Linked DNA regions of Mus musculus: all the other regions are linked to region 1. Evidence: chromatin contacts called from public HiChIP or PLAC-seq and promoter capture Hi-C data. All regions are on one chromosome and are shown on one strand. Each heading gives the region's core, a stretch centred on a gene start, on an enhancer-like site or on the middle of the called end of the contact. The rest is flanking DNA. Distances are from core to core; before and after follow the strand shown.

Region 1 (4,078 bases), core at 875-3,374:
AGGCAGAGGCAGGCAGCTCTGAGTTCAGCTAGAAGTCAGCCTGGTCTATAAAGCAAGTTCCAGGACAGCCAGGGCTGCACAGAGAGACCCTGTCTCAAAAAAACAAATAAACAGGGCATGGTGGCACACACCTTTAATCCCAGCACTCAGGAGGCAGAGGCAGGCAAATTTCTAAGTTCAAGGCCACCTTGGTCTACAGAGTGAGTTCCAGGACAGCTAGGGCTATACAGAGAAACCCTGTCTGGAAAAACAAAAAACAAACAAAACTGAATTAATTAAAAAAAAAAAAAAACAAGGGCAGGAGAGATGGCTCAGTGGTTAAGAGCACTGACTGCCTTTTAGAAGGTCCTGAGTTCAAATCCCAGCAACCACATGGTGGCTCACAATTATCCGAAATGAGAGTCTGAAGACAGCTACAGTGTACTTAGATATAATAATAAATAAATCTTAAAAAATAAAAAATAATAAATAAATAAAAATAAAACATAAGTGGCCTTAAGGGCTTTGCTAATGCAAGAGTTTAATCCCAGTACTCAGAGGGCAGAGGCGGCCAATCTGTGTGAATTTGAGGGCAGCCGGTAACAGAGTTCTAGGACAGCCAGGACTATACAGTGAGAACAGAAGGGGGCCAGGAGAATCAAAACAAACCCAAAACTTCTTAATGAATTAATACACATGCAGGCCAAGGAGAAACGTCCCCATATTTACTGCCCATTCCCCTACCAGACATGTAACACAAAGTAAAAGATTCAACTATCTGCTGGACCAGTCAAGAACAAAGAACAGGGCAGGAAGCCTGGCTGAACATCATCCCAGCACTTGGGAGGTGGAGGCAGCAAAGTGAGGATGAAGCCAGCCTGGTCTACATGAGGAGCTGGATGTCAGCCTAGGTTATAAGAGTCTGTCTTCAAAATCAGAATAATGATGATGTAGGAACGATTTGCCTAGTTCTTCCCAATCCTAACAGCGAAAGTAATTCCCTTGTACAAAGGAGGAAACCAAGAGGTTTGGCGAGATTAGCGATTTCGCCTAAGGCCACACAGCAAGCTGACAGCAGCCGGCGCTGGGCATCAAACTCAAAGGCTGTCTGTCAGTTCAAACAAAAACTTGTTTCTAGTTCCTGAGGAGTCACTGGAGGTAAAAGGGATCAAGTAGATGTCTTCGGACCCGCACAAAACACTTGCCTTCGGTGTTTTAAAATAAAAAACCCTATCTTAAAAACTGGGAAGGGCCAAGGGACTCAAAAGAAAAACAATGCCGCCGAGAGCAAACGTCCCCAGGCATCTTTCACTTTTTAGGCAAACATTTTGAAGCCATGGAAGAAATTCTTTATTTTTCCTTCAAAATCTGCAATAATGAAATTTATCAAAAAAAAAAATAATAAACATGAAGAAAGTAAGGTCTGGAGACCGAAGAGGGCTCATGACTGTGTCCAAGCTACACTGGGCATCAATAACTGAGGTAAAAATGTTGCTCCCGACGCCCGACCACAGGGCATTGGGATCCCACCCGTTACAAACGAGGCCAGAAAAGCCCACGACACCTAGCCACTGTTCAAAGTTGGGGTCCACAGAAATTAAAGTGGGGGATCTGGATCTCTGAAACGCCAAAGGGAAGAAGCTTTGTCCAAGACCCTACGAGAACGCGCGCGCGGCCTTCACGCGGCCCAGAGCCACCCGCCTCGCCGGCCACAGTCAGGAAGCCGCCGCGGTCTCGCTGCACTGCGGCCTGAGACGCGCGCGCAGGGCTTCTTGACCCTCAGGCGCCGCCGTACCGCGACCCCGCTTTGGTCGCCCAGCTGCCCCCTCCCCCTCCCGGCGCCTCCGCTTCATTCAAACCGTCTTGCCCAAGCCCCGGGAGCCTGGTTCCGCCCGGGAGCCTCCATTCCTTACCTGGAGGTAACGGCGCCGTAACCTTCCTGGCGCCGCCCCCAACCCTCCACGAGGGGTCGGGGACAGAGTGGGCGTCTCGCTTCTCCTCAGGAAACAAAGAAGCCGTCTCCGCCGCTGCCAAGCGAGTGGGAAAGCCTCGCGCGCGCGCCCGCTGGGCTTCGCCAGGCCACCCCCCCCCACCGCACGCGCCCGCCGCGCGCCCCCGCCTCCCTGTCTACCCGCTCCACTTGCCCTGCTTCCGCTGCCCGGCCGGCCTCGTGCGCGCGCCAGCCCACCCTTCCGCTCTCTGCGCGCATGCTCAGCCATTCGCTGTGCGCACGCGTACTAGTCCTTTGAGGGCGCGAGGAGGTGGGCGGGCCCAGAGGCTGCACAAGATCCTGGTGCACCGCCCCTGTGGGGGGCTCGGGGCGGCTCTGCGCAAGCGCACATCTACCTCCCAGGCACGAAACTGGGCCTCAAGCCGGGAGGCATGCGCAGTGGGGGTAGCACTGCGGCGACGCTTAAAGGTTGGGGGAGGGGGTGGGTGGTCCAGATGGGAGATAGTAAGGATGAAATTAAAGTCCTCAGGCTCGGAGCAGTTGGAGCACCCAGGGAGGAAAGAGAAGCGGAGAGATGGCCAAGCTATCCCAGGACCGGCAGAGCCCACGCGGTGCTAAGTGCAGGCCCGGGAAACGCTTTGATCCTGGTTCTGGCGCTGCCCTGCCTGCTCTGCAAGACTCTGCCCTGGCCACATTTCCTGCAGAACCTGCTGAGGCCCAGTAATTAGCTTTACAAATATTTATTGAGCTGCTATCGGCTACTTGCTGCCCTCTATTACAGTCTGTGGGGAGGCAACCGAATGAATAAGTAAAATACAGAGTGTGAGGTAGAAACAGCCATATTCACAATTTAACTTCTGATTTCCAAGAAAGCCATTAGCCTTGGAGCATAGAACTCTGTCCAAATCTGTAGATTCATGCCTCTGGTTGAGTTTTTAAAATATTTGGTAGTGTTCGGGAGGCAGAGGCAGGTGGATCTCTTGAGTTTGTTACCAAGGTGTTACTTGTTTTTGTTGTGTGTCTTTATGGTTTGTTTGTTTGTTTGTTTGTTTGTTTTTATTTTTTTGGTTTTTCGAGACAGGGTTTCTCTGTGTAGCCCTGGCTGTCCTGGAACTCACTCTGTAGACCAGACTGGCCTCGAACTCAAGAAATCCGCCTGCCTCTGCCTCCCGAGTGCTGGGATTAAAGGCGTGCGCCACCACGCCCGGCTGTCTTTAGTTTTTTAAGACGGGTTTTCTTTGTGTAGCCGTGGCTGTCCTGGCACTTGCTCTAGACTAAGCTGGCCTCGAACTCAGACATCTTCCTTCCTGAGTGCTGCATGCATGTACCAATCCAGCTTGGTCTTTTACATAGTGAGGTTCCAGGGCAGCCATGGATACAAAGTGAGACCTTCTCTAAGTAAACAAACAAAAGGGTGTTTTCTGCCACAAAGAACAAAAAAGAATGTTTCAGGCCATTAAATCACTGGCCTGCTACTGCCTCTTAAACGCTAGGGTTACAGACCCAAGATACCAAGACTGGCAAACTATCATGGTATTTTCGCTTGGTTGTTTTGTTTTGTTTTTGTTTTTCGAGGACAGAGTTTCTTTGTGTAGCTCTGGCTGACCTGGAACTGGATCCTGAGACCAGGGTGACCTCGAACTGACATCTACCTGCCTCTGCTTCCCCACCACCACCCCCCACCCCACCCCACCCCCAACACACACAGCTCAGTTCTGGTTTTCAGGTTTATTTTCAGCCGGAGTTTAGTGGCATTTGTCCTTAATCTCACCAAGCTGATCTTTGTTTGTGGCCAACTTTATCCACATAGTGAGTTCCAGGCCTGCCAAGGTTACATAATGAGATTTTCTCAAAAAAATAAATTTTCTCAAAAAAATAAATTTTGGTGACTGGATAGGTGGCTCAGCAGTTAAGAGCACTTGCCCTTGCAGAGGACCTCCATTCCGTTCCCAACACTTCTCGGGGGCCAGAACTGCTTCCAACTCAGGAGCTTCGCCTGAGTACTAGGAATACTAGAATATTCTCTCTCTCTCTCTCTCTCTCTCTCTCTCTCTCTCTCTCTCTCTCTCTCTCTCCCCTCTCTCTGTCTCCAGAGTGCCATAATTAAAGGCATGTGCTACCAGTACCAGCCATACTAGATTTTTAATT
Region 2 (4,078 bases), core at 739-3,238, 770 kb before region 1:
TCTATCTATCTATCTATCTATTTATTTATTTATTATATGTAAGTACACTGTAGCTATCTTCAGGCGCACCAGAGAGGGCATCAGATCTCATTATGGGTGGTTGTGAGCCACCATGTGGTTGCTGGGATTTGAACTTTGAACCTTTGGAAGAGTAGTCGGGTGCTCTTACCCACTGAGCCATCTCACCAGCCTGATTTTTTTTTTTTAAATGAGAAAAGTTATTCCAGCTTATAAGCTTAAGAAAGAACTGCTATGGGTCAGAGACTCACACAGAAATGTTAGGAGACAACTGCAGTGGTCTAGGGGTGTGCTCTTGAATCTGTAGCATGGCTTCTGGGATAGACCAGCTTCATACATGGGAGCTATTGTACTGGTGGGTGCTGCTATCCTTATTACCACTATGATCAAGACATTAATGAAAGGTCAACGCTACAGGGCGTGGTAGTAGGAAAAAAAACCTACAAGTTTAGAGTAGCAATACTGCTTTATCCATGCTAGCTAGAATCAAATTGTTTACAATGAAACCAAGGATTACAGAGGCAACAGCCCGAAGGCACAACGGCTACATAAATTTCCAATGACTCATTCCCAAGACTGACCTACACAGCCACACCCCAAGTACCCACACCCCTTTTCCTGTTCAGTGCTTGAAAAAAAATTCAGGCATCCGTTCCCTTTGGTTTATAGGTAGCAAATTCTAACAACCCCACACACCACACACTTAAACAAAGCTCCTTCCATTTTCTATCATTTCACAGCTCCAAGGCACCAAGGAAATTTATTATTCTTGTTATACTGTGGTCCCAAGGATCTGAATTCTTAGAAGTTGCTCTTAAAGAAGTTCTTATTCCATGCCCCAAATTCAGTTTATTACAATCTATACATTTTTAAATTCTTTATTACTTAGAAAAACATCATTAATTTATTTCCTGTGTGTGTGTGTGCAGGTCAGAGGACAATTTGCTGGAACTGGTTCTGGGTCTAGAATTCAGGTCCCAAGACTTGGTAGCAAGCGCCCTCATAGCTAGCATGTGCTCTGTCGCTGGCCCCAAGCTTCCTATTTTTATTTAGCTTTGATTCTGGACTTGACCCTTCAACACTTTCAGTTTTTCTGTTCAATAAGCACAGTTGATCCTGTTATGGACTCATTTAGGACACAGAGACTCAACCATAAACCTTGCTACCATACATCTGTTTTACACAATCTCGTAAGGACTTTAGCTCTCACAGCACCAACCTAGGCACAGAGATTTTGGTGCTTTGTCGACCTTTTGACGTATAAAGGCAAACAGTTCTACTACCAGAGGTTTGGCAACCCATCTTTTTAGACACATTCTTGGAAAGCCTAGCAGAATGTCAAATGGTAAGACACTGTGAGGGTCTCCAAAAGACCCTCCCAGGAAGAGGAAAAGGAAAGTCAGATTAAAAGTTACTCGTGCAATAGTTTGTCCTGCTTTCTGCCTGTTAAACGGGAACTTTTATTAAATATGGACTTTCCGATTGTCCCTTCTCTCAAAGTGTTCTCACTGCTGGCTTTGGGTAGTTGACTGGGATTTAAAACCGAAGGGTCTGTTACTGTCATCTCTTTTCCCCACCAAACAAAGAACTAGTCACTGGCTGAGAGTGTGGGGACCCGCCAGAGTGGTCTCTCAGGAGGTCAAGCTGGCTGTCTAGTCCCACTTCTGGTGGCAGGATCAGGCCCAAAGGCCAGAGGGCCGGACCGGGTTCGTAAGGCCCACGGAGGAAGAAGGCAGGGCGGCGGGAGCTGACAGAGTCAGGAAGGGACCCGCTACGGCGTGCGTGGGTGCGTGCGGGATGGCAGGGCCCTCTCCCTAGGCAGTTCAACGGCAGAACCGTCTCCACCCAAGCGGAGGAGAGAGAGCAGTGCTCGCAGCTCCGGACCAGTCCCAACTTGGCCGCATCACGTGACCTAGCTCAGGGGCGGGGGCAAGCGGCCCGCCCGGCCCCGCCCACCCCGCGCGCATGCGTGTCGTCCGGGGCGCTGAAATTCAAATTTTGAACGGCCGTGGTAGCCTACCGACTCCGTGGGTGCGGAGGGCAGAGCCGACTGGGTGTGAGAGCGCCCGCCGCCTCGACTGCAGTCCTCCTCCAGGAGCTGCGCCGAGCCTGCACTCACTTCTTTCCTCTTCCTGAGTTTGAACCGTCGGACCCACCGTCTAGCCGTCCACTGGTGAGGCCTGGGGCGATGGACCCGTTTACCGAGGTGAGAGACTCTGCGGGCGCTGTGAACCATGACCCCTGCCGACTCCGGGACCCCCGCCCGCGCTGTCAGCCTGCGGCCAGCGTGGCGCGTGCGCACAGCGAGCGTGCAGCCGGACGGAAGCCGCGGGGTCGCAGCCGCCCCGGCTTCGCTGCTCCGTCCCTGGCTCTGGGGAAGGCAGGGCCTCAAAAACCCCATGCAAACCCCGAGCTCTGTAGTCGTTTAGCCTTCCTCCACTCCCCCAAGTGCTGGCTCGGGGTGTGAGCGCCTGGGCGCTCTGGCTTGAGCCTGCCCCCCCGGCTCCCGGGACTTAAAGCACGCTTCCCTCCATCCTTCATCCGTCTTGCTGTGACCCGGGAGAGTGCCGCTCAGGGGCCTAGTGGGACAAGCCCTGCCCTAAAGCTGGAATAGTTGGCAGGGTGGAGTCGGCCCAGTGACTCGTACTGTGTGCTTGGAATCTGATGGAAGTGATAAAGGACTTCACAGGCCCAGAGGAGCTTGAGCGCTTAAGAATCCTGTGATGAAACCACCGAAGTCTAAATGAGCAGGTGCTTTAGCCTGGCGTCCTTCATAAGTCACGGCTCTACTAACTTTAGAAAGAAAGTCTCATGCACAGGGTTGATACTGGTTGAAAGGAAACAGGGCTTATAGTTACCTCAGCGTGTACAAAACAAAATTATAAGTGTATGCTGTAGGGTTGGTACACCTCAGTGTTTATGTAGCGTATCATTTCAACAATGCTTTCCTCATCTCTTCCTTGGAAATAAGGTCTAGATTCCGTTGTTAATCTTATTATTTATGCCTAGTTTTAGCTTCACGTTGCAGCTGTACACCGACATTCAGGATTGCGTGTTGCTGTTGGCCCATTCTTTTATTGCAGGACAGTTCCTCTTTTTCTTTTGCTTCAAGCTGTTCTTTAAATTTCAAGACTTGTGAGTTTTGTAAAGTGGGCATACAGTGTTTCTGTACTACATTGAAAAATGTCGTAGAGGATAGTAATAATTTATTTTGGGTAGTGTAGTTAACAATTCCATAAGCTAAGCCCAAGATACTAGTTAAGGATTTCAACAATTAAAGATTTCAACTTGACAGTTATGCTGCCCCACACACCCTGTGCTCCGTTTGAAGTTCTCAGTTATCTTGAGGAAAACAACATTTTGATAACGTTAGAATTTCTAATAGAGGACTGGAGAGATGGCTCAGCTGCCAAGAGCACTGGCTTCTCTTCCAGAGAACCTAGGTTCAATTCCCAGCACCCATTTGAGTCTCATAAAAGCCTGTAACTCCAGTCTCGGGGAAGCTAATGTCTTCTTCTGGCCTCCAGGGACCCCAGATACATATGTGGTACCCAGACATACTTGTGTATGGTATCCCTATACAGACAAATAAATGAATTTGAAAAAAATTCATTTTAATAATAATAGAAGCAGCCACGACATATTTTGTAGCAGCTATAGCGAATAGGGACAATTATTCACCAAATATTTGTCACTTACATTGAATCTTTAAATTTTTATTTATATGAGCCAGGCTTTGTGGCGCATACCTTTGATCCTAGCGCTCAGCGGGCAGAGGCCTGAGGATCTCTTGAGTTCAAGCCAGCCTGTTATTCCAAATGCAACTAATATATATAATCATTTTCCAAGACAAGGTTTATATGTGTGTGTGTTTGCACATTGACTTATGAGTTTGAATTTTTTATTGAAAGCATTCTTAAAACTTGCATGCAGTAAAGTTACCACAATTCTAGATAGTATTGACTTTAAAAATGATATTTTGTGACTAAAAGAATAAAATTACTTAAAATAGTGCTATATACAGGAACAAAACTCTTTGGAAAGTTGGTTGAAATTTGTC
Region 3 (4,078 bases), core at 406-2,905, 740 kb after region 1:
CCCATCTCGCAGTGTAGTAATGGGGTGATGGGCGAGCAACGAATCAGGAGCTGTCACACCACATCAGGTGCTGAAACGTCACGCTGTGGGCTATACAAGCAGCGCCATTTCCCCGGTTCGGGGTCTTCCCTCCTGATAAGTAAGCAATAAAAGCTTTGCCGCAGAAGATTCTGGTTGCAGGATTGGGGGCAGGGTGTGCCAGGTTGGGACTGAGGGATGCTGGGAGAACTTAGAAGCCAGGTCTGAGCTGGGCAGTGGTGGCGCACGCCTCTAATACCAGCACTCAGGAGGCAGAGGCAGGCGGATTTCTGAGTTTGAGGCCAGCCTGGTCTACAAAGTGAGTTCCAGGACAGCCAGGGCTACACAGAGAAACCCTGTCTTGAAAAACCAAAGAAACAAAAAAGAAAGAAAGAAAAAAAAAGAAGCCAGGTCTGCTTTGGTATGCAAAACATGTGCATGCTCGCGTGTGTGTGTGCACACACACACACTGTCCCCTGTCCCAGGGTCTGAAGCCAAACAAAAAGGTCACTCCTCTGCTTCCTGCTTATGTGTAGCATGCAAGCTCTCAGCTACTGCTCCAGGATCATGTTTGTCTATCTGTCTGTCTGCTGCCATGCTCCCTGTCATAATGGTTATAGACTCACCCTCTGAAACTGTAACCAGGCCCCCAATTAAATGCTTTCTTGTATAAGTTGGTCATGGTGTCTCTTCACAGCAGAAGAACCATGACTAAGACAAGGATCTAAAGCAAAGAGCCTCGGACAGCTCCAAAACTTGCTGGGTAGCATATGGACAGAAACATCTTGTCTGACAAGAAAGCCAACATAGTAATGAGAGCATCTGCAGGCAGGAGCCAGGAGAAGACTAACGACTAATAAGTCAACATAAAACAACCCTCAGATAAAATCTTCCTCCGCAATGTTCCCTTTTGTGTCCTCTAACATTCCAAGCCCCCTGCCCCTCGTACAATCTCCATTTCTCTAGTAAAGGACTGCCTGCTCTGTTGAGCTGATGCTGGCTTTTATTTCCATGTTGCCTTCATCAGTTCCGATCTAACACCCACTCCCACTCCCTTTTAAGACAGGGGCTCACTGGCTGGCTTGGAACTCACAGAGCTCCAACTGCTGCTGCCTCCCAGGTACTGTGATTAAGTCTGTGCTACCACATCCTAAGGTTTTGTTTCTTCTGGCAATATTGGGTACCAAGGACTTTGTAAGTGTCCTACTACTGAGCTACACCCCCAGCCCCTCACTGGGGGATTCTAGGCAGGGGCTCACACCTCTACTGGCTGCTGGGGTTAAATGAGAAAGTTTTACCCCTTTAAGGGTGTCCCCAGCGCCAGGCATCAGGGTACTCACTGATACATCATCATTGTCATGGTTGTCTGAGTCTGGAGCCCACAAGTCTACCAGGGCCTAGGGCCTCCCATGCTCTGTGAGCCTGAGAGAAAGGAAGAGACTCGTAGGGCAGTGGCCTCTGTTATCATGCTCCGGAGGCCTGGGCAAGGGGATCTGGCTATTCTGCCCAGGGTTCTCACACTGGAAATACTAAATATTTACACTTGCTGTGCTCCCAGGCTCCATCCATGCTCTGGGGGATGGGTGGTTTCCAAGTCTTCTCTCGGCTTCTGTCTTTTCAGTCTCCTGCACCCAGATACTCACCCAGAAGGACTCCCGGTCCTTCGTCCTGGTCCTTCAGGCCTTCCTCAGATTTTGTGGAATTGCCGCAAACCTCACTGGAGCCAGCGTCTGGGCTGTGAGAGGTGAGAGTGGGTAGGAGTGGATGTAGGTAGATGCTGTTTGTAGAGTGCATCTGGTCTTGATTGTGTGTGTACGGGTGTGTATGTATGTTGTCTATGTATGTGCATGTATATGTATGTGCGTATGTATGTATGTGTATGTGTGTGTGTGTGTGTATACGTTGTGTGTGGGGGGGCACAGGGAGGCTCCCAGGTCTCTCATTTACTCCAAGCTTGCCAACGAAGGCGGCCACATGTGCCCAAGACTGCCCAGTGCTTGGGAGCTGACGCCTGATGAGCAGCCACTGTAGTTGATGTACCTTGCCTCTAGCTCAGAAGTTTCCACGGCTCTCTCACTTCCCTTCTATGCCACCCCACAGGCCTCTTTGCTATGTCTTCTTTTCAGCACATCTGAAATGAGATCCAATTCCAGGACCTTTGCACTTGTGGTTTCTTCTGAGCAGGTCCAAGTGTGTGCCCGAGTGCCTGGGAGTGGTGGCATAGGGCCCTGGGTGTGAATTCTGCAGGGCAGGAGTGGGGAGTCACGAATATTAACCTGGTATGGTGGCACACACAAGCCATCTAGGGATGAAGAGGCCCAGGCAGTAGCATCCTAACCTAGTTCGGTAACAGACTGGGCTACTAGTGACACCATGTCTCAAATTAGAAAAGAGGGGCCCAGCATGAGTGATGGATGTTCCATCCCCTGCACGCCCCGCCCCCCACGCAAAATGGAAGTTTTCTCTTTAAGTGGGGGCCACCGAAGGTTCTGAGGGGAGAGGTGACCAGGTCCAAGTGTCCGGAACCGAGGATGGAGAGGGATTTGGGGTGTAAAATGATTCTGGTTGTTGTATGAACTGTGGTAAACGGACAATCTGCGCTGCGAGCTGCAGCCCAGCTCTGTTGTGGAGTACAACCGTAGGAAGTGACGCCCAGGGATCAATACTTTAGCTCTCCTTGGCTACCTTGGAGCTTTGGGACCCGTCTAGGCTAAAACAGTAGTCTCTTTCCTCTTCACTGCAGGTGACGGCCATGGGGACCGCCAGGCTACGCAAGCTGCAACTGCTGCTTCTGCTGGGCGCTTGGAGGGCGCTCGGAGGTGCCGCGCGTTGCCGCGTCACCCTAGTTTTGTCCCCGCAGAAGGCAACTAGCGCCGTCTGCAGGAGCTCAGAAGCCACCCAAGACAGCGAACTGGCCACGCTGCGCATGCGCCTGGGTCGCCACGAGGAGCTGCTGCGCGCGCTGCAAAGGCGTGCGGCGGAGGGTGGTGCGCTCGCGGACGAGGTGCGCGCACTGCGCGAGCACAGTCTCACCCTGAACACGCGCCTGGGCCAGCTGCGCGCGCAATTGCAGCAGGAGGCGAGGGCGGAGCCTGACCTGGGGGCGGAGCCTGCTGCTGCACTTGGTTTGCTAGCCGAGCGCGCGCTGGACGCTGAGGCCGAAGCGCGCCGGACGACGGCACGCCTGCAGCAGCTGGACGCACAGCTCCGTGAGCATGCGCAGCTCATGAGCCAGCATAGCAGCCTCCTCGGCCGCCTGCAACGCGCGTGCGCGGGCCCGGAACGGGGACAGCAGCAGGTAGCTGTGCCGCGCGCTCCGTGTCAGGGGCACCACCCACTGCTCATCTGGGTGAATGATTGGGGAGAGCTTCATTGGCTGCACGAAAATATTCACAGCTCCTAGGCTTACAAGCACTTTCATCATACACAAGGACTTTTTTTTTTCTTTTTTTTAGTTTTACTAGACAGGGTTTCTCTGTGTAGTCGTTGCTGTCCTGGGACTCACTCTTTACACTAGGCTGACTTTGAACTCAGAGATCCACCTGCTTCTGTCGCCCAAGTGCTGAGATTAAAGGCGTGCGCCACCACACCAGGCTTGCATATCCTTTTAAGGATCTATTTTCATCTTAATGTGTGTGGACCGATGCATGTCTGATATGTGTTTGTGCACCATGTGTGTATAGAGTGTGTATACAGGCTAAAAATGATCTGGAACTGGAGTTACAGATGACTGTGAGCCACCTTGCTGGGAATTGAATCTGGGTTTTCTGGAAGAACAGGCAATGCTCTTAACCGCTGAGTCAGCTCTCCAGTCCCTAAGACAATATATTCTTGTAACTACATGGGACTTATGAATTTTGGGCAATTTCTGTCACCAGCCTTTTTGGTTTTGTTTGCTTGTTTTCTTTTTTCTTTTATTGAGATAGGGTCTCATGTAGCCCAGGCTAGGTTCTAGCATGTAGCTCAGGCTAGGTTCTAGCTCCTTGTGTAGTTGTGAATGACCTTGATTCTCATGTTCTGCCTCAGCGCAAATGACAGACATGGGACAACAAACAGCCAG
Region 4 (4,078 bases), core at 630-3,129, 690 kb before region 1:
TCATCTGTAGTAATGCCATTTGCATTCATAAAAACAAGTTTCAAATCCAATTTTGTCAGTGTTGGAAAGCATACAATGTCTACAAATAGTCAGGAATGGAAGCAATCTGTATCCATGTGGGATTAATTCATATGTTTCAATTTTTCCCACCATGAGAAATGAAAACATATCATGGCTTTTTGAATGGTTGTTTTTATAATCCATTTCATTACTTTTGATTTCTTTATGTGAATATTACAACATTTTTATTTAGATTTCTGAGGACATATCTAATATGAAAGCTGGGGACAGGCCATCAGGGGAAGGAGGAGAACCTCACTTTAAGACATTTTATAATTTGTCCCCCACTTTATTTGTATCAGACACTGGGGTTTTAGGGGATTGCTGCCCATTTCAAAGCACAGCCTTTCGCCTCAAAAGAGCAAAGTTGGAAAGAATGTGCATGGAATTTATAAAGCTGGTCGAATACTTCCCATTTGTGTAAGATATACCTAAAAATAACTCATAAGATGATATAACCAAGGGATCAGGAACTAGACACATCTCTGACAGGCAGACAGACAGAAAAGGGGACCTTAAAGAACAAAAATGGCAAATTTCTGGCTTTTTCCTCACCCCATCCCCCACTCCCCCCACCTCTACTCTGGCTGCAATGACCCATTTCTGGATGCTCAAGGCCAGACAGGGATTTGTTTACCTATAGCTATGGGCCTATCAGATACTCTTCTTTGTAACTGACCAATCCTAAACTAGGGAAAGGGGGACTCATGGTTAGCCTCCAAAATATTTCAAAACCCAAGGGGAAAAAGTGTTGTCCTTTTTCTGCTTCGGTCTGGATGTGCCTGGCTATGTTTGTGTGCTTTGTTTGTTTGTTTTTTAGAGACAGGATCTCTCTGTGTATCCCTGGTTCTTGGAACACTCTATAGGCCAAGCTGGCCTCGAACTGAGAAATCTGCCTGCCTCTGCCTCCTGAGTGATAGGATTAAAGACATGCGCCGCCACCACCCGGCGGTGCTTTTTAACTTTTATTAAAATTTGATACCTGTTGCTGCTACCTACTGTGTCTGAGGTTTTTATTTATTTATTTATTTATTTATTTTTTTTTTTTTAAAAGATTTATTTATTATATGTAAGTACACTGTAGCTGTCTTCAGACACTCCAGAAGAGGGAGTCAGATCTCGTTACGGATGGTTGTGAGCCACCATGTGGTTGCTGGGATTTGAACTCTGGACCTTCGGAAGAGCAGTCGGGTGCTCTTACCCACTGAGCCATCTCACCAGCCCTATTTTTTATTTTTTGTTTGTTGGTTTGGTTTGGTTTTTTGAGACAGGGTTTCTCTGTGTAGCCCTGGCTGTCCTGGAACTCACTCTGTAGACCAGGCTGGCCTCGAACTCAGAAATCCACCTGCCTCTGCCTCCCAAGTGCTGGGATTAAAGGCGTGCGCCACCACTGTCGGGCCAGATTATTTTCCTGTTGCTACCTGCGGTGCTGGTCCTGTCTCACTTCTTTAATTGGCAAAGGAGATTGAACTCGATCCAGACCCTAGGACGATATCTCCGCCCTTTGTACAAGGCTAAATGCAAGCGTTCAGGTGGCGGTGGGCTCTTGCACAGGATGCCATACCTCAGGATACCTGCGGAGCGAGAAGTTGTCATTTTTAAACGGTGGGAATAAAGTTGGCTTGCTTTATGCACTCATGGATTGGTGCCAGCTTCTGTCAGTCAGGTCTGAGCCGGATGAGAACTGAAACCCTGTCCAATCGAAGGCGCCGGGGTGAGAAACGCGCAATCGGGCGCATAGACAAAGGGAAGGGGGCGGGCTTTGGCGGTCCGGCCTTTGTCTCTGACGTGACAGCATACCACCATCTTGGGATCTGGAGCCGGTGTCCCAGGTTCGGGGGACTCTGTCGGTACCGGCACGGGTCTGCGCCGCGCAGCGAGGACGCGGGGTGTCTCGACTCCGCCATGGTGAGCGCGGCGTCCCCGCGGAGCCGGCGGCTGCAGAGTCCGAAGCCCGAGCCCTCCGCACCCCAGCTGTGGGGTGGGGGCTGGGCCCCCCGAGTGTCCTGTCGCGTCCCTGGTCCTCGCGTGGGGACTCGAGTCCCGCCGCTGTGCTCTCCCTGGCTGGGATACTGGAGCGCAGGTCACGGTCCTTGGACCGAAGTCCCCCGCGGGGTTTGGGGCTTGCGGCACATTCTTGCAACCAGCTGTTCTGAAAGGACTTGTGTCAGCTGGACAGTGCCAGCAACCGACCCCCCAGGTTACCTGGCCCCAGTGAAGGGTTGCCCCAGGATTTTCCTGGCCCCGCGACTCTGCACGACCCAGCCCCATCACCTTCAGCCCTGTATGCCCCTTGCTCTGTGGCTTGTTTCTGAATTTCAGGATCGCACTGAAGGGTGTTCTTAACTGTACTGATTTTAGTATTTAGTTTTTAACTGTACTGATTTTAGACGCTAGTCCCTTGATTTCTCACCTTTTCCCCTCAGGGCATGTATTTTCTTGGGTCCCGTTCTCTAGGGCATGGGTTGGAATCTGAGTACCTACCTATTCTCTGAATACCTTACGTTCTCTGTGATGGAGCCTAGGAAATGCATACTAGGGAAGTGGCTCTGTCGCCAGCCCAGCCCCCACAGAACAGGAATGTCAATGCCTTGGGCTGAGAATCTAGGTGTCCAGGTTTCTTCCCAGAGGCAAAAAAAGAATTGAAGACCTAGGGACCGAGAAAGTAGAGAAAGGTAAACCCCTCACCTCTGCAGAGGTGACAACAAGCATCTCTTGAAGCAGAAAGCCGCCTGGCAGGCGGAGGGGAGGGATGGATCTCCCTGAGCACATGAACCAGCACTCTGCTTCCCTGGCCGTCTTTCTTTCCCCACCTCTGTTTGCATTTCTCTGTTGGCTGTTCTATGAAGCCTAGAGCCAATAGCTCTCCTTGCTGCGACTCTCAACCCTAAGTAGAGATGGGATAGAGGCTCTCTGGACACTTTACTGAATGGTAAGTTGAGGCCAGGGAATGGTTCTAAGTATGAATGACTTCCTCAGTGCCTGTCACTGGTCAGCCAGGGTAGTCATAGAACTCAGAAGTTGGTGTCTACTAGACTCAAGGAGACTCCCAAAGGGATGGGAGAGACAGTGTTTGCCAATACCCCTATAGTCTCAGAGGATGAATGAAGAACTGAGGAGTCTGTAGGAGGGATGTAGGCCTGAGAAAGGGTGTGATGGAGGAAGGCAGGGTGTGATGGAGGAAATAAGGGCCTGAGGGAGGAGGTGAGGGCCTGAGGGTGGAAACCAGGACCTGAGAGAGGAGGTGACAATCTGAGGGAGGAGGCCAGAGCCTGAGGGAGGAGGCCAGGGCCTGAGGGAGGAAGTAAGGGTCTGAGGGAGAGGATGCCTCAATCTGAGAAAGAGTTGATGGAAAGGGATTTGAGGATGGGACAACTGAAAAGAGATCTGATCCTGAAGATCAGCTCTGAGGGAGGACTCAGGTTTGAGGAGATGTGAAGAGTGAAGGCAAAGACAGACCGGATAGAAAGGAGAAACCTTAAGGCAAATGGGAAGAGAAAGGAAGCCCCCCCCCCCCCTCTGCAGGACCCCTTCCTCTGGAGTCTGACGAAGTCTTGTCAGCTGAAGCTCAACTAGAATAAAGCTGTAAAGTTGCCAATGCAGTCTTACTTCTGTATTACAACACCTCCATTAAAAATCAGGTAACCAGCCGGGCGTGGTGGCGCACGCCTTTAATCCCAGCACTTGGGAGGCAGAGGCAGGCGGATTTCTGAGTTCGAGGCCAGCCTGGTCTACAGAGTGAGTTCCAGGACAGCCAGGACTGCACAGAGAAACCCTGTCTCAAAAAAAAAAAAAAAAAAAAAAAAAAAAAAAAAAAAAAAAAAAAAAATCAGGTAACCTTGATTGTTTTGCAGATGTAGACTCGAGTTTTCCTGGGAAATCCTCATGACATACTACTTCCAGAAGGCCCAAGGGAGGAACTCTATTCCCTGGAAGCTGGAAATGGTGAGTTTGTGGTCTGGCTCCCACATCCAGGGGAGGGAAATCTATAGCCTGCATACTTGGGCTAGTCTAGGTC
Region 5 (4,078 bases), core at 594-3,093, 660 kb after region 1:
TCTCCTTTCTTCTCCCTGTCTTTCTCTGTCTGTGTCTCTGTCTGTCTGTCTATCTGTCTGTCTGTCTGTCTCTCCTTTAGACAAGGTCCTGAATCTCACTATGTAATGAGGCTGGCTCCAATCTCCCAATCTTCCTGCATTAGATGCTAAGTGCTAGAATAGATGTCTTTTATCATGCCTGCCTCAGGATTTTTTTTTTTTTTTTATTTTATGTATATGAGTACACTGTTGCTGTCTTCAGAGACACCAGAAGAGGGCATCAAATCCCCATTACAGATGGTTGTGAGCCACCATGTGGTTGCTGGGAATTGAACTCAGGACCTCTGGAAGAGCAGTCAGTGCTCTTAACTACTGAGCCATCTCTCCATCCCCAGTGCCTCAGGATTTTTAAAGTTAGGTTTGTTGGGAAAAGTTCTTTAACAATTTCACATTTGTGTACATGTGCGTGGGTATGTGATGTCAACTTACACACATGGTCAGAGGGAGACTACTTCTGGCTCAGTTCTCTCAGCTGTCTTTCTGGTCCTCGGTCATTCTTTTATTCATCTGGTGCTAGGGATGACTCCCAAGGCTTCTGCTGTGAGGTTAATATTCTGCTGTTGAACTGTATATTCTAAATCCTTCCATACCATGTGGAAGGTAAATAGAAAATATCATTTCTCTGCGATCTGCTTTTTTTTTTTTTATTAAACCCAGATGGCAGAAGTGGTTCCTGGCCTTACCACTATACTACTTCATTGGTATATTGGTCCAGTTCACTTCTGAATTATCTTTTTAAGGAGGTGATTTCAGCTCTGATAGATGAAGCCACTGAGGAAGAGTCCAGATGGTGTGCTCATGGTCGTTTTAGAGGACAAGGGGGTGAAGATGGGGTTAGACGGGAGGCCTTTTGTTTAAGGGTTCATGTATTTCTTACCAAAATGGTAACAAAAGATGAGCAGAAGGGGAGGGGGATAGAGTTATGCCTATAGTTTCTCCTTCTGAAGATGTAAGTTCCAGAAATATGGATCATGGACATATAGTTAGACACTACAGAACCACACATTTCATCTTCCAGTGAAGATGGTAGTTACAGTGGGGCATACCCATAAATCCATCACTCAAGACCAGAGAGAGGCAGGAGGTCTGAACTTTAAGATCAACCATATTATCTATTGTATAGATAGTAAAGTCAAGCCTATCTTGGGTTAAAAAATTGTTGGTGCATTTAAGAGCAGTGTCCACAGCGGCCTTCCCCTGGAAGTGGAGTTACAGGGCTTCGAGTGGCTGGATGTGGGTGGGTGCTCTCCAGGGAGGAAGCTAGCCACTGCGCAGACAAGCCCACTTTTGTTTGTTTTGTTTTGAGACTGGCTTTCTCTGTGTGGCTCTGGCTGTCCTAGAACTCCACTGTATAGACTTGGCTGACCTCAAACTGAGATCTGCCTGCCTCTGCCTCCTTAGTGTAAGGGACTGCAGGCATGCGCCACCACCGCCTACCTTTTTCCTTTTTCAAGAAGATTTTGTTTTTAGACCAGGCTCAATACACAGAGATCCTCTGGCTTTTGCATTCTGAGTGCTGGAATCAAATGCATGCATGCCACAGCCTCTGCCAGACTCAAAAGATTTTTTTTTTTTTAAAGTTGTGTTTGTGCATGTGAGTGCAATGCCCATAGAGGCCAGAAGAGGCTGTAGGACCCCCTGGAAGTGGAATTACAGGGGCTTGGAGCGGCTGGATGCGGGTGCTGGCAAGCAAACCAGAGTCATCCTCTGCAAGAGCAGCACTACCTGCTCTCAAGTGCCGAGCCACCTCTTCAGGCAAGGGGGAGGTGGGTGGCGCCAGTCGCAGCACGGACGAGCCCACTATAGCCAGGAGGTGTGGGTGCCTCCGTTGCGCGCATGCGCACTCCCTTCGGGCATAGCATGGTCTTCCCCCACTCTCTTGCCCTGTGTGGTACATGCTGCTTCCGCTTGCGCCGCCCCCTCCCAATTGGTTTCCGCGCGCGCGAAAAAGCCGGGGTCTCGTTCAGAGCTGTTCTGTCGTCTGCAACCTGCAAGATGCCAGCGCGAACAGCTCCAGCCCGAGTGCCTGCGCTTGCCTCCCCGGCAGGCTCGCTCCCGGACCATGTCCGCAGGCGGTAGGTGCCACGCAGGGTGGGGGTGAGGGGCGGGACCGATGCCGAGGCATATATTGGGGGTATCTCCGGGTGGCCCTGCGGCCGCTGACAGCCAGGGCGCGCATGCGCGGGGCAGCGTTTGGCGCGGGCTGTGCTTCCTGTCGCGCGTGCCCTTAGCTGTTGGCGCCAAAATGGGTGGGGGCCGGGGTGCTGGCAAGCCCATTGACTGGGAGCTTGAGGGAGCAAGGGGATCAGCCCTCTGAAATAGAACAAGCTTGGGGACACCCTCAGGGGTTCCCCTCTTTGGTCAGCCAGGCTCCTGGGTGTGCAGGAAGTGCCCCTCTCCCGGCCTGTGGACACCCTGAAGCCCCCACTCCGCTCCAGCCTCCACTTCCGGTGCCCTGCAGATCCCGCCGCGCCCACCCGAGGGTCCCTCCGCCGGTTCCCCTGGCCCTGGTTCAGAAGGGCCCTCCTTCCCAGCCCCGCTGTCAAGTCCTAGGACCTTTTCTCTCTCATCCTGCCGGGCCGGGCCTGGGCAGCTTGAAGCCCTCGTGGGATTTTGTTTTGTTTTCATCCTAACGTAAAGGAGCTCCTGCGATCCTGGAGCTATCAAAGAGACTCTGCCTGGAAAGAGCTGGTGCTGCAGAATGGGCCCTCCACTTTGGCAGTGACATAACTCTGTCCCGAGATCCCAGAGCAATCGAGGAAACCTTTAACTCCATTCAAAGTGTTTATCAGGGGGAAGGAAAGATGAATGGTAGTGAGATGTCTCGGCCCCCGCCCTATTATTTTAGCCCCTGTAAACCAGTTCTTTCGGTCCTGGCGCCATCGAGGAAGCTTTTTACATTGTCCAGTGTTTATTTCGAGGAGTGAGGGATGGCAGGTAAAGTCCCCCATTTCAGTGCATATGAATCCCCCCTCTCCCCCCCCCCTCCCCAAGCAATCAAGGAAGACCTGGGTAATGGGCCCTCCACTAGTACCTTCCACGCCTCCATGAGGACGGCTGTGTGCAAGGATTGGCGGGAACACTGGATCCCGCTTCCTGTTCCAGAAGGGCATCGTCAATCCGTTCATTCCTGAAAGCTTGTCCCGCGCGTCATTGAGCATTAGTCATAGGTGCCCTGCTAGTGCTGGACACATCCCAACCCGATTCTGAGTCTGCTTTTGCTATCCCGGGGGTTAGTTTACTGGGGTGATGCCAGGCCGATTCCCATTTGAGCTTTGGGGGATAAAGTGGGAGAAGCGGCTGAATTCCCCTTGTCAAACACCCCTGCCCCCAGCTCGCCCCCAGGGTTGGACCTGAAGCTCTGTACTGAGCTACACCTTCAGCCCTTTCACTTGTATTGGAGACTGGCCTGGGATTCTCTCTCTCTCTCTCTGCCTGTGTCTTCTCAGTGCTGGGATTACTGACATGTGCCATCATGATGGTTTGGGTTCGTTTTTTGAATGCTTGTTTTTTGATTGTATAGGCATAAAAATCTGAAGCCTTTGTGAGACACCTCAACAGATTTCTTTTTACTACCAAAAAATACATACATAATTAAAGTATTTGGTTTTTTAAAGTTAGACAGTCTGTAACCTGCCTTTCTGTCTTTTGTCTTTCCTGTTCTCGGGTTGGTTGGTTTACCTGTGTATGCTTTGTTTTCATTTCCAGGAAGGGATTCCTGTAGGCCAAGCTAGCCTCCGGCTGGCCGTCTAACCCAGGCTAGCCTTGGTCTTTTGTATCTACCCAAGTGCTGGGATTACAGGAATGTGACACTGTGCCTAGCTTAGCTTTTCTTGATTTAGAAAAACTTACTAGCAAAATATCTACAGTATGAGATTTGAGAGGTACCTGCATTTGGGAGGATAGTCCAGGAGCTGAGTAGGCCTCGAGGTAGCTTCCGTCCATGCTGCTATTCTGTATTTAAATGGCAGTTTGTTTAAATAGAAGTGTGCATAGTTCCTCTGGATATATAAAATATAGTATCTTCAACATTTGGATT
Region 6 (4,078 bases), core at 1,156-3,655, 640 kb after region 1:
AGCCTAGGCTATCCTTGAACTCCTGACCTTCCTCTCGTCCTGCTGAGCACTGGGATCGCAGGTGGCCAAGTCTAGCTTCAGAGACTTTTTGACTTTTTTACACCAGCGTTTGGGAGTCTTCCATTGCTTTGCCTGTATCCCAGGCCGTCTTCAGCTCTTTAGTTTAATTTGTTCCTGGACTATAACATGCATGCACTTGTCAGCAGAGCCAGCCACACAAAGGATTTCCACAATGCAGGCAGAGCTGCCTTCCTCCCAAGCGAGGGAGCGCCAGCCTCTCAGTTCCTCTTCCAGGAAGCTGAGTACTTTCTTTTTCCTGTCCAGTGTGGACTCTCCCCACTTAAACATTTACACAGCTCTCAGATCCATGGGGAGAGGGAGTAGCATGCTGTGCACTGACTGCCTCCAGCCTTTAGTGTTTGAAGCATGGAGTGGCTGGATGGCCAATGCAAGGACTCTGTTTCACTCCCATGCACGAGTGGTACCTATTTATTTCATTTCATTTCGTCTTATTTTCCAAGCTGGGGACAGAATCCGGGCCTTTGTGCACCATAGGCAGGTGTTCTACCCCTGAGCCACACCCTCAGCCCCTCAATAGGGGATTCTAATCCATTGTTCTGCCACTTCCGGTACCCTGCGGAAAGGCTTAATTTATCTAGCAAGTCATAAACCTAGAACTTGCTATGGAACAGAAGAGGGCTTTGGACTCCCCATCCTCCTGCCTCCACCCACTGAAGTGCAGGGATGCTAGGCTTGCAAACAGTGACCCGCTTACTTATTTATTTTTGGGGTGTTGGAGACAGAACACAGGGCCCTGTGCATGAGAGGAAGTACTGTAACTAACACTGAGCCGCCTGCCTCCATAAACATCTCAATGCCGACATAAGGCACAATGTTAAACACAGCAAGGGAAACACTGTTCGCTCTTAGGGAGCTTATGTTTGGGTGTGCAATTTACACTTTTGTGTGTTTATTTTTTTTTGTTTTTAATTATGTGTAATTGTGGGTATGTGCATGTGTGTACACGGGCCCTTGAGGCTGAAAGGGTCAGATCCCCTGGGGCTGGACTCAGAAGTTGTCAGGTCTGTGGGTGCTGGGACATTCTGTTCTCTGCAAGAGCAGGAAGTGCTCTTGACCATTAGAGGCACCTCTTTAGCGCCTTTTAAAAATTTATTAATTTTAACTTTATACCCATGTGCGTGCATGCACGTGGGTGTGTACATGTACGTGGGTGTGTGCATGTGCCTCAGCAGCAGGCCTTGGAGGTCACAGGACAACTTGCAGGAATTGGTTCTCAATTTCCACCTTGTGGGTCCCAGGCAAGGCCTTACCCACTGACAACTCACAGCCTCCTGGAACTCACTCTGTAGACCAGGCTGGCCTTGAACTCAGAAATTCGCCTGCCTCTGCCTCCCGAGTGCTGGGATTAAAGGCGTGCACCACCACGCCCGGTTTTGTTATTCTTTTTTAAATGCATTTATTATTATTGTACATGTATCAGTGAATGAATGTAGGTGCAGCAATGCCAGTGTGCCCTGTGGAGGTCAGAGGCCAACTTTGCTTCCAGGGACTGACCTCAGGTCAGGCTTCCAGACAAGCCCTTTCCCCTCCCTGCCTAGTGGAGCTGGACAGCTGACCTTCTGTCACTCACTCTAATTTTGGATTTTTTTTTCACCCTGAGTTGTTTGGAGGGAAGGAGCCAACAGGATCATGTGATCCAGATTGGCCTTGAACTCTAAAACAAACCTCCTGCTTCTACTTCACAAGTTTGGAATTAGAGGCCCAAGCCACCATTCCATATTTTTGCAGTGTTGAGGATGCATGCTAGGCAAACACTCAACCACCTGCCTCCACATCCCTGCCTGTTGTTTTTCAGAAAGGGTCTTGAGCAGGCAGTGGCTTAAGGTTGCTAAGAGGACCCTGAACTCCTGATCTTCCCACCTCCCAGGTGGCAGATGCTGGAATGACAGGCATATGTGCCACAAAGCCCAGTTGGATCTGGGAGTTCTTACCAAGTCTTCTGTTTGGGGGGCTGGGTATGATACAGTGTAGGAATTTATTTCTTGTAGAAACACATAGTAGGTGCTTAATCTTGAATTGCTGAGTTCTCACATAGTAGGTAAGTGTGATTTCCTCCATTTCCAGGTCCCAAGCATTAGCCTGGCGCTAAGCCAAATGGAATACAGTTGTTTCAGTACTAGGTCACCTGGGTTAAGAGAGCTGTGACGTCACGCGGCCGTGACATCATGCCACGGCAGTTCTCACGAGTGGGGGTTGGGAGGAGCAGGGCAGGAGTGTGTGTGTGGGGGTGTGGACAAAGGGGCCCTGCTCTTCCCCCGTGCGCGCCCTGGCTAACTGGCGGGCCACATCTGGAATTCATTGCAAGTCGCCGCCGGAAAGAGGAGGAGAGGAGGGCGGGGCGAGCAGGGAGTTGGGGCCGGAGGCAGCGGCTCTGCCCGCCTCTCTCTTGTCCTGGGTCCCCAACTCCGGGACATAGACCGAGCACAGCCAACAGTCTCCAAAACCAACCACTGGCTGTCCCGGGGCGCAGACGCCAAGGCCACTCAGGCCAGGGCAGGGACCCCGGCCGGCCTAGCCAGGTGAGCGCGCGGGGCAGAGGGGAGGTTCCGATCTGGGCGGCCGCGGTTCACGGAGACCCTGAGATCCCAGCTGGGGGGCCCGGTCCGGGGTCAGGCGCTCGTACAGGCGTTGCACGCGCTGCTCCAGGCTCTGCTGCACCGAGGGAACAGATCATCTACCATGCGCCCCTGCCCACTACTCCAGGCAGCTCGCCACCTACTCAGTGGCGCACCCCCAGACTGAGCTCCCCGCCTTCCTTCGGGCAGGAAGTTGGCGCTGAAGAGAAAGGCGGAATCCGAGCGCTTTGAGCTGGAGACTTTGCAAGACTGGATGGGGGTTCTCAGGAAGCAGGGTTTGGGGCAGTGAGGTTGTTGGGGAGAGGTGCAGCATCCCTTCTTCTCTGTCTCCGGCTAGGATGAAAGGTGCTACGGACGAGCGAGCGGGGAAAGCTTTCAGAGTTCATGGGCGGGGTCCCCGGCGAAGGCCGTCGCCCCACCGCCTGTGAGACTAGTTTTTTGCCTCAGTTTCCAGTTAGTTGCCCCTCTCTTTCAGTCTCTCTTTCGGAAGAATCACTTTGTATCGAAGGAAAGGGACATTAACTGCAAAGTCCAGGTGTCTCCTTTTCCTAGCTCAGGGATGGGGCGTAGGAGTGAAGGAAGGCACGCGTGGCGTGGAGTCCGCGTTGTCGCGGGCTACACGGCGTTGGGACCTCGCCCCCCTCTAGAGCATGGGTTGACTCACCCGGGGATTTCCACCTCCCCACCCCCGTCCCTATCCTTGTTGTTAGATGCCCGAGGCGACACCCGCAGAGCCTACTGTCCCCTGCGGGGCAACATGGGAGCATCACTGAGGGGGGGGGAGGGAATGAAGTAGCTGTAGTTACTCTCTCCAGTGCCCCAGGAATCTGGATGTGGGGGGCCTCTGGTGGGGTGCAGAAATGTGGCCACCCCCTGTTGCTTTGTGCAGGATAGGGACATCCTGCGCGCGTGTCGGGGTCTCAGGAGAGAGAGATGGCGCCGCCCCAGCGCAAGCGAGTGTGGATACCACGCATTCCTCGGCCTGATAAGGAGCTGGAGAGTGCTGCCTGAGCCAGGCGGGTCTTACTGTCGCCAAGGAGACGCGCCCGGCTTCAGCTTCCTATAGTGGTAGGGTAGGGGTGCTGCCAGGAGATGTCCCCATGCTTTGCATGCGAACGAGCCCCCCAATTTCAGGCTCTTTCATTCATTCATGCGCCTGCCTCGCTTGCACCAAGCAAGAGAGGCTGAGGGTGAACTTGGTAGCTGGCCTCACACGATACTGTGGAAAACAAGATCATTTCCGATGATAAAGTCAGATGCTCTGATAGAAATTAGGGGTGGGCTGTGCTGGGTAAAATGCCTTATTTCTTTAATCCCAGTGCTCAGGAGACTGAGTTAAGGGGCATCTTTGTGAACTCAAGGCCAACCTGATCTACGAAATGAGTTTCTGGTCAACCCGGATTACACAGTAAGACCCTGTC
Region 7 (4,078 bases), core at 1,117-3,616, 610 kb after region 1:
AGGCCAGTGAGACAGTTCAGTGGGTAAAGGCACTTGCAGTAAAGCCAGACTTGTGTATGCACACATGCATACATGTATACATGGAACACACATGCCATACACACACACATACACATGTAAAGAGGAAACCAGCTCATTCAAGTTGTCCTTACTGCCACATATACAAGTTTTCCCTCACCACCAAAAGGCTAAAATATTAAACAAAAAACCCAAGCTCATCATGGAGATGGTAAAAAGTAAGTTGCAGCCTGGCATGATATTATGCCCACCTTTAACCCCAGCACTTAGGAAGCAGACAGGAGGATCCCTGTGTGCTCAAGACCATCTTGGTCTACATGAGCTCCAAGACAGCCAGGGCTACATAGTGAAACCCTGTCTTGAAAAACAAAACAAAACAAAACAAACAAACAAAATGAGTTTCCTGGTTATGAGCATGTGTGTCCCACCTGTATATATAAGTATGTATCTTTGCCTGGCACCCACAAAGCCAGGACAGGGCATCGGTTCCTACAGAACTGTAGTTACAACTGGTTCTAAGTAGCCACACAGATGCTTACATCCTGTCTCAGCCTCTCCTATGCTGCTATTACAGACAAATGCTGAAAAATCTGGCCTTCTTAGATGTCATTTTTTTTAAATCATGTTAATAGAATTTACTTACTTTTTTAAATGATTATTTATTCATCTTATGCATATGAGCACACTGTAGCTGTCTTCAGACACACCAGAACAGGGCATCAGATTCCATTACAGATAGTTGTGAGCCACCACCATGTGGTTGCTGGGAATTGAACTCAGGACCTCTGGAAAGCAGTTAGTGAGCCATCTCTCCAGTACTTAGTATTTTTATTTTTATTTTATTTTATTTTTTTTAAAGATTTATTTATTTATTATATGTAAGTACACTGTAGCTGTCTTCAGACACTCCAGAAGAGGGCATCAGATCTCATTACGGGTGGTTGTGAGCCACCATGTGGTTGCTGGGATTTGAACTTCGGACCTTCGGAAGAGCAGTCGGGTGCTCTTACCCACTGAGCCATCTCACCAGCCCAGTATTTTTATTTTTACTTATGGTGTCATGTAGCCCAGACTGGTCTGGAACTCACTATGCAACCTTGACCATTAATTTCTTGATTCTCTTATTTCCACCTCTACAGTGCTGGTGGGGTTAGAGGTGTGGGTTACCAGGACATGTGTATGCTATAGAAGGGAACCCAGGACAAGGTGCATGCAGGCAAGCCCTCTAACAGTGCACACCTCCAGCCCTAATAAAAAACACTTCTAGAGAATTTTCTCTGTTGTGGATTAATCTACCTAGTCGTCACACAACTTCTTTTGTTGTTGTTGTTGTTGTTGTTTTTGTTTTTGTTTTTTGAGACAGGGTTTCTCTGTGTAGCCCTGGCTGTCCTGGAACTCACTTTGTAGACCAGGCTGGCCTCGAACTCAGAAATCTGCCTGCCTCTATCTCCCAAGTGCTGGGATTAAAGGCATGAGCCACCACCACCCGGCTGTCACCTAACTTCTTGAGGTCTGACAAAACGGAGACCCAAGCACAAGAGAGCAAGGCAGGATGTAATAGGTCAGGGTGACAGCAGGGTTGAGTCATTCGCCTTCCAGCCCTGTAGCAGCGAAACTGATCACCCCTTTTGTCAAGTGGAGAAACCACGGCAAGTTCCTCCCATTGCACCCTGCACTCACCGAGGCGCCGTTGCAAACACGTCGGGGTGCAGCTCCGCCAGGCCGATGCGCTCCTGCTCAAAGCCTCGGAGAGACTCGACCCAGGCTTGCACCGGACGCCGGTGCACTGGGATCCGGAGCTCACACTTGCGCAAAACAGGATCTAGGAGACCTGGCGGGGGGTGACAAATGAGCGGTCAAGGGTCAGGATCAAAGCTCAGTACCTTCTGTGCTATCTCCCCCCACTCTGTGTGTCAAGGTCCCGGTCGTCTCACCAGCGCTATCTCGCGGCTCTGAAATCTCGGCCGGCCGCTCCGCGCCTTCCGCTAGAGAGTGGATGACCTGGAAAATGACAGGCGGGAGTTAGAGGTGCTCTCGGAGGTTCTCAACCTTTGACCTCCGGCCTTGACCTCAGCTCAGTGCCCTACCCGGGAGCCAGAGAGTCGAAGCGAGGCCCGGGAAGCGGCCTGGAACAACCGCAGCATCTCGGAGGACCTCTCGCAGCGCCGAGGTCGCTGCGGTACGGACGCTCGCGGCGGTGGCTGATGACGTCGTATGTGCGCCGGGTACGTCACGAAGGCGATTCCGCCGCCATCAGCGCCAGGTCCCGAAGCCTGAGGCTGTGGATCAGCTCCACTTGACAGCCGGAAGCCCCGACACCGGAGAGCCAGAGCCGGGTGCCGGGAAGCAAACCCCAGAGACGCGGTTCTCTTTTAACCAATGAACCTCAAGTATTGATGGAGGGTCCGCCCATACCTGGGCGGTACCTGGCTAATAAGCGTTTATCTTTTTTATTGAACGTGGATGAGCCTCCTGCTACACTGCGTATTTTGCCTACATTTTTTTCCTGTGTCTTTCTCTCCCTTTACCATTATTGATATGAATTGACTTTTGTCTTTTAGAGTAAGGGTCTCACTCCTGACTCACCCTATGCAGCGCAGGGCGACCTCGAACTCAGAGAGATCCACATGATTCTGATTCCTGAGTACTGAGACTAAAGATGTGTGCTGGGCTGGGCCGTGGTGTTGCATGATTTTAATTCTAGCACTCAGAAGCAACACTGCAATTCGAGGCCAGCCTGGTCTATATAGTACATAGTGACTTCAGAGTGAGACCCTGTCTGGAAATTAAGAAAAAAATTTTAAAGGTGTGTGCCATGTCCATGTCATGTGGCTATTTTTCGCTTTTTCAATATATATGTATTTTAATTTTTTACTTTTAAGAAATATTTTATTTATTTTATACATATAAGTGCTCTGTTTGCATGCCTGAAGAGAGCATCAGATCCCATTATAGGTGGCTATGAGCCACCATGTGGTTGCTGGGAATCGAACTCGGGAAGAGCAGACAGTGCTCTTAACCACAGAGCTATCTCTCCAGCTCCTATTTTAGTTTTCTTAATTTATTTTTGTGTTTGAGTGTGGAAGTAAGAAGACAACTCAAGGGAGTTGCGATTTCCTTTCACTCTGTGGATAGAACTCAGGCCATCCAGTTTGGTGGCAAGCCACCTAACCAGCTGAGCCATCTCAAACGCCATCCTATTCTTTTGTAAACAAGGCTTCTCTGTGTAGCCAAGGATGACCTTGAGTTCAGAGTCTCCCTGTCTGGCTTCCGGAGGTCTGGATTGCTGGTTGTCTGCACCGCTATGCTTACATGACCAGGTGAATCTAATTTTATCTGATCTTCCCTCCCCCTCTCTTTGGTGTGTGAAGGGGTCTGATTTGGCTGGCCTTGAACTCTGTGTAGTCAAGAGTAACCTTGAATTTCTGATTCTTTTTTTTTTTTTTTTTTTTTGAGACAGGGTTTCTCTGTGTAGCCCTGGCTGTCCTGGAACTCACTCTGTAGACCAGGCTGGCTTCGAACTCAGAAATCCGCCTGCCTCTGCCTCCCGAGTGCTGGGATTAAAGGCATGCGCCACCATGCCCGGCTGAATTTCTGATTCTTCTGCCCCCCACCTCAAGAGTCCTGAGATTATATGTATGTGCCACCATGCTGGTTTATTTAGTGCTAAAGATCAAGATGTTTGTGCAGTTTAGGTGCCCTAGCAGCTGAGCCATCTCTCCAGCCCCTATGGGGTTTATTTATTTGTTGAGAGAGAACTCCAGTATGTAATCTTGAAATCCTCCAGCCTCCTCTTTCCAGATGTGTTTGATTCTTTAAATGAAAGTCCTGCCAGAAAGCTTTCAGTATTTCTTAGATTCTCCAGGGCTGGCTATATCCCTCTGAAATCCCTCCTATCAGCCCTGTGTCCCTCCACTCACATCTAATCCAGGATCCTGCCCCCTGTCCTTCTAGGACTCTCCCAGGGCAGAGGGGAAAAAAAAATTACCTCATGAACAGATCCAGATCACCTCACTAAGAACCTCTCCAAAGATAATTGAAAGAGTTTATGGTTTGTCTC

The links. Promoter capture Hi-C pulls out the DNA fragments that hold promoters and counts their contacts. HiChIP or PLAC-seq counts read pairs in DNA pulled down with a chosen protein or histone mark. Capture Hi-C pulls out chosen DNA fragments and counts their contacts.
Region 2: an H3K4me3 HiChIP or PLAC-seq map of bone marrow-derived macrophages shows a contact between it and region 1, with 4 times the contacts expected there. The contact joins the promoter of Anln here to the promoter of Smarca4 in region 1. A contact is called at or near these places in 3 of 115 datasets of contacts at active chromatin or transcription factors (the 230-238 cell line, bone marrow-derived macrophages and embryonic stem cells).
Region 3: a promoter capture Hi-C map of liver shows a contact between it and region 1, with 4 times the contacts expected there. The contact joins the promoter of Angptl6 here to the promoter of Smarca4 in region 1. A contact is called at or near these places in 4 of 39 promoter capture datasets (liver, neutrophils and pre-B cells), 1 of 484 Hi-C or Micro-C datasets (CD8 T cells), 3 of 115 datasets of contacts at active chromatin or transcription factors (bone marrow-derived macrophages, memory CD8 T cells and regulatory T cells) and 1 of 9 other capture datasets (liver).
Region 4: a contact with region 1 is called in a promoter capture Hi-C map of adipose tissue. The contact joins the promoter of Zfp810 here to the promoter of Smarca4 in region 1. A contact is called at or near these places in 2 of 115 datasets of contacts at active chromatin or transcription factors (microglia and pro-B cells) and 1 of 9 other capture datasets (adipose tissue).
Region 5: a contact with region 1 is called in a promoter capture Hi-C map of liver, with 5 times the contacts expected there. The contact joins the promoter of Dnmt1 here to the promoter of Smarca4 in region 1. A contact is called at or near these places in 1 of 39 promoter capture datasets (liver) and 1 of 9 other capture datasets (liver).
Region 6: a contact with region 1 is called in a promoter capture Hi-C map of liver. The contact joins the promoter of S1pr2 here to the promoter of Smarca4 in region 1. A contact is called at or near these places in 9 of 39 promoter capture datasets (the C10 cell line, cranial neural crest, embryonic stem cells and 5 more) and 1 of 9 other capture datasets (liver).
Region 7: a promoter capture Hi-C map of liver shows a contact between it and region 1, with 2.8 times the contacts expected there. The contact joins the promoter of Mrpl4 here to the promoter of Smarca4 in region 1. A contact is called at or near these places in 1 of 484 Hi-C or Micro-C datasets (CD8 T cells) and 1 of 9 other capture datasets (liver).

The regions. Positions count from the first base shown.
Region 1 is chr9:21,614,215-21,618,292 of GRCm38.p6, reverse strand. It overlaps Smarca4 (SWI/SNF related, matrix associated, actin dependent regulator of chromatin, subfamily a, member 4), which reads right to left and starts at 2,124. Exons shown (of 34, transcript NM_001174078.1): 1 at 1,893-2,124.
Region 2 is chr9:22,387,116-22,391,193 of GRCm38.p6, reverse strand. Anln (anillin, actin binding protein) reads left to right here and starts at 1,988. Exons shown (of 24, transcript NM_028390.3): 1 at 1,988-2,224. The coding sequence starts at 2,207. It also overlaps a transcript of 9530077C05Rik not described here.
Region 3 is chr9:20,877,287-20,881,364 of GRCm38.p6, reverse strand. It overlaps Angptl6 (angiopoietin-like 6), which reads left to right and starts at 1,655. Exons shown (of 6, transcript NM_145154.2): 1 at 1,655-1,762; 2 at 2,762-3,316. The coding sequence starts at 2,771.
Region 4 is chr9:22,305,439-22,309,516 of GRCm38.p6, reverse strand. Zfp810 (zinc finger protein 810) reads left to right here and starts at 1,879. Exons shown (of 8, transcript NM_145612.2): 1 at 1,879-1,968; 2 at 3,915-4,005.
Region 5 is chr9:20,950,744-20,954,821 of GRCm38.p6, reverse strand. It overlaps Dnmt1 (DNA methyltransferase (cytosine-5) 1), which reads left to right and starts at 1,843. Exons shown (of 39, transcript NM_001199431.1): 1 at 1,843-2,114. The coding sequence starts at 2,035.
Region 6 is chr9:20,975,120-20,979,197 of GRCm38.p6, reverse strand. S1pr2 (sphingosine-1-phosphate receptor 2) reads left to right here and starts at 2,405. Exons shown (of 2, transcript NM_010333.4): 1 at 2,405-2,600.
Region 7 is chr9:21,001,025-21,005,102 of GRCm38.p6, reverse strand. Mrpl4 (mitochondrial ribosomal protein L4) reads right to left here and starts at 2,366. Exons shown (of 9, transcript NM_023167.2): 1 at 2,106-2,366; 2 at 1,953-2,019; 3 at 1,699-1,849. The coding sequence starts at 2,162.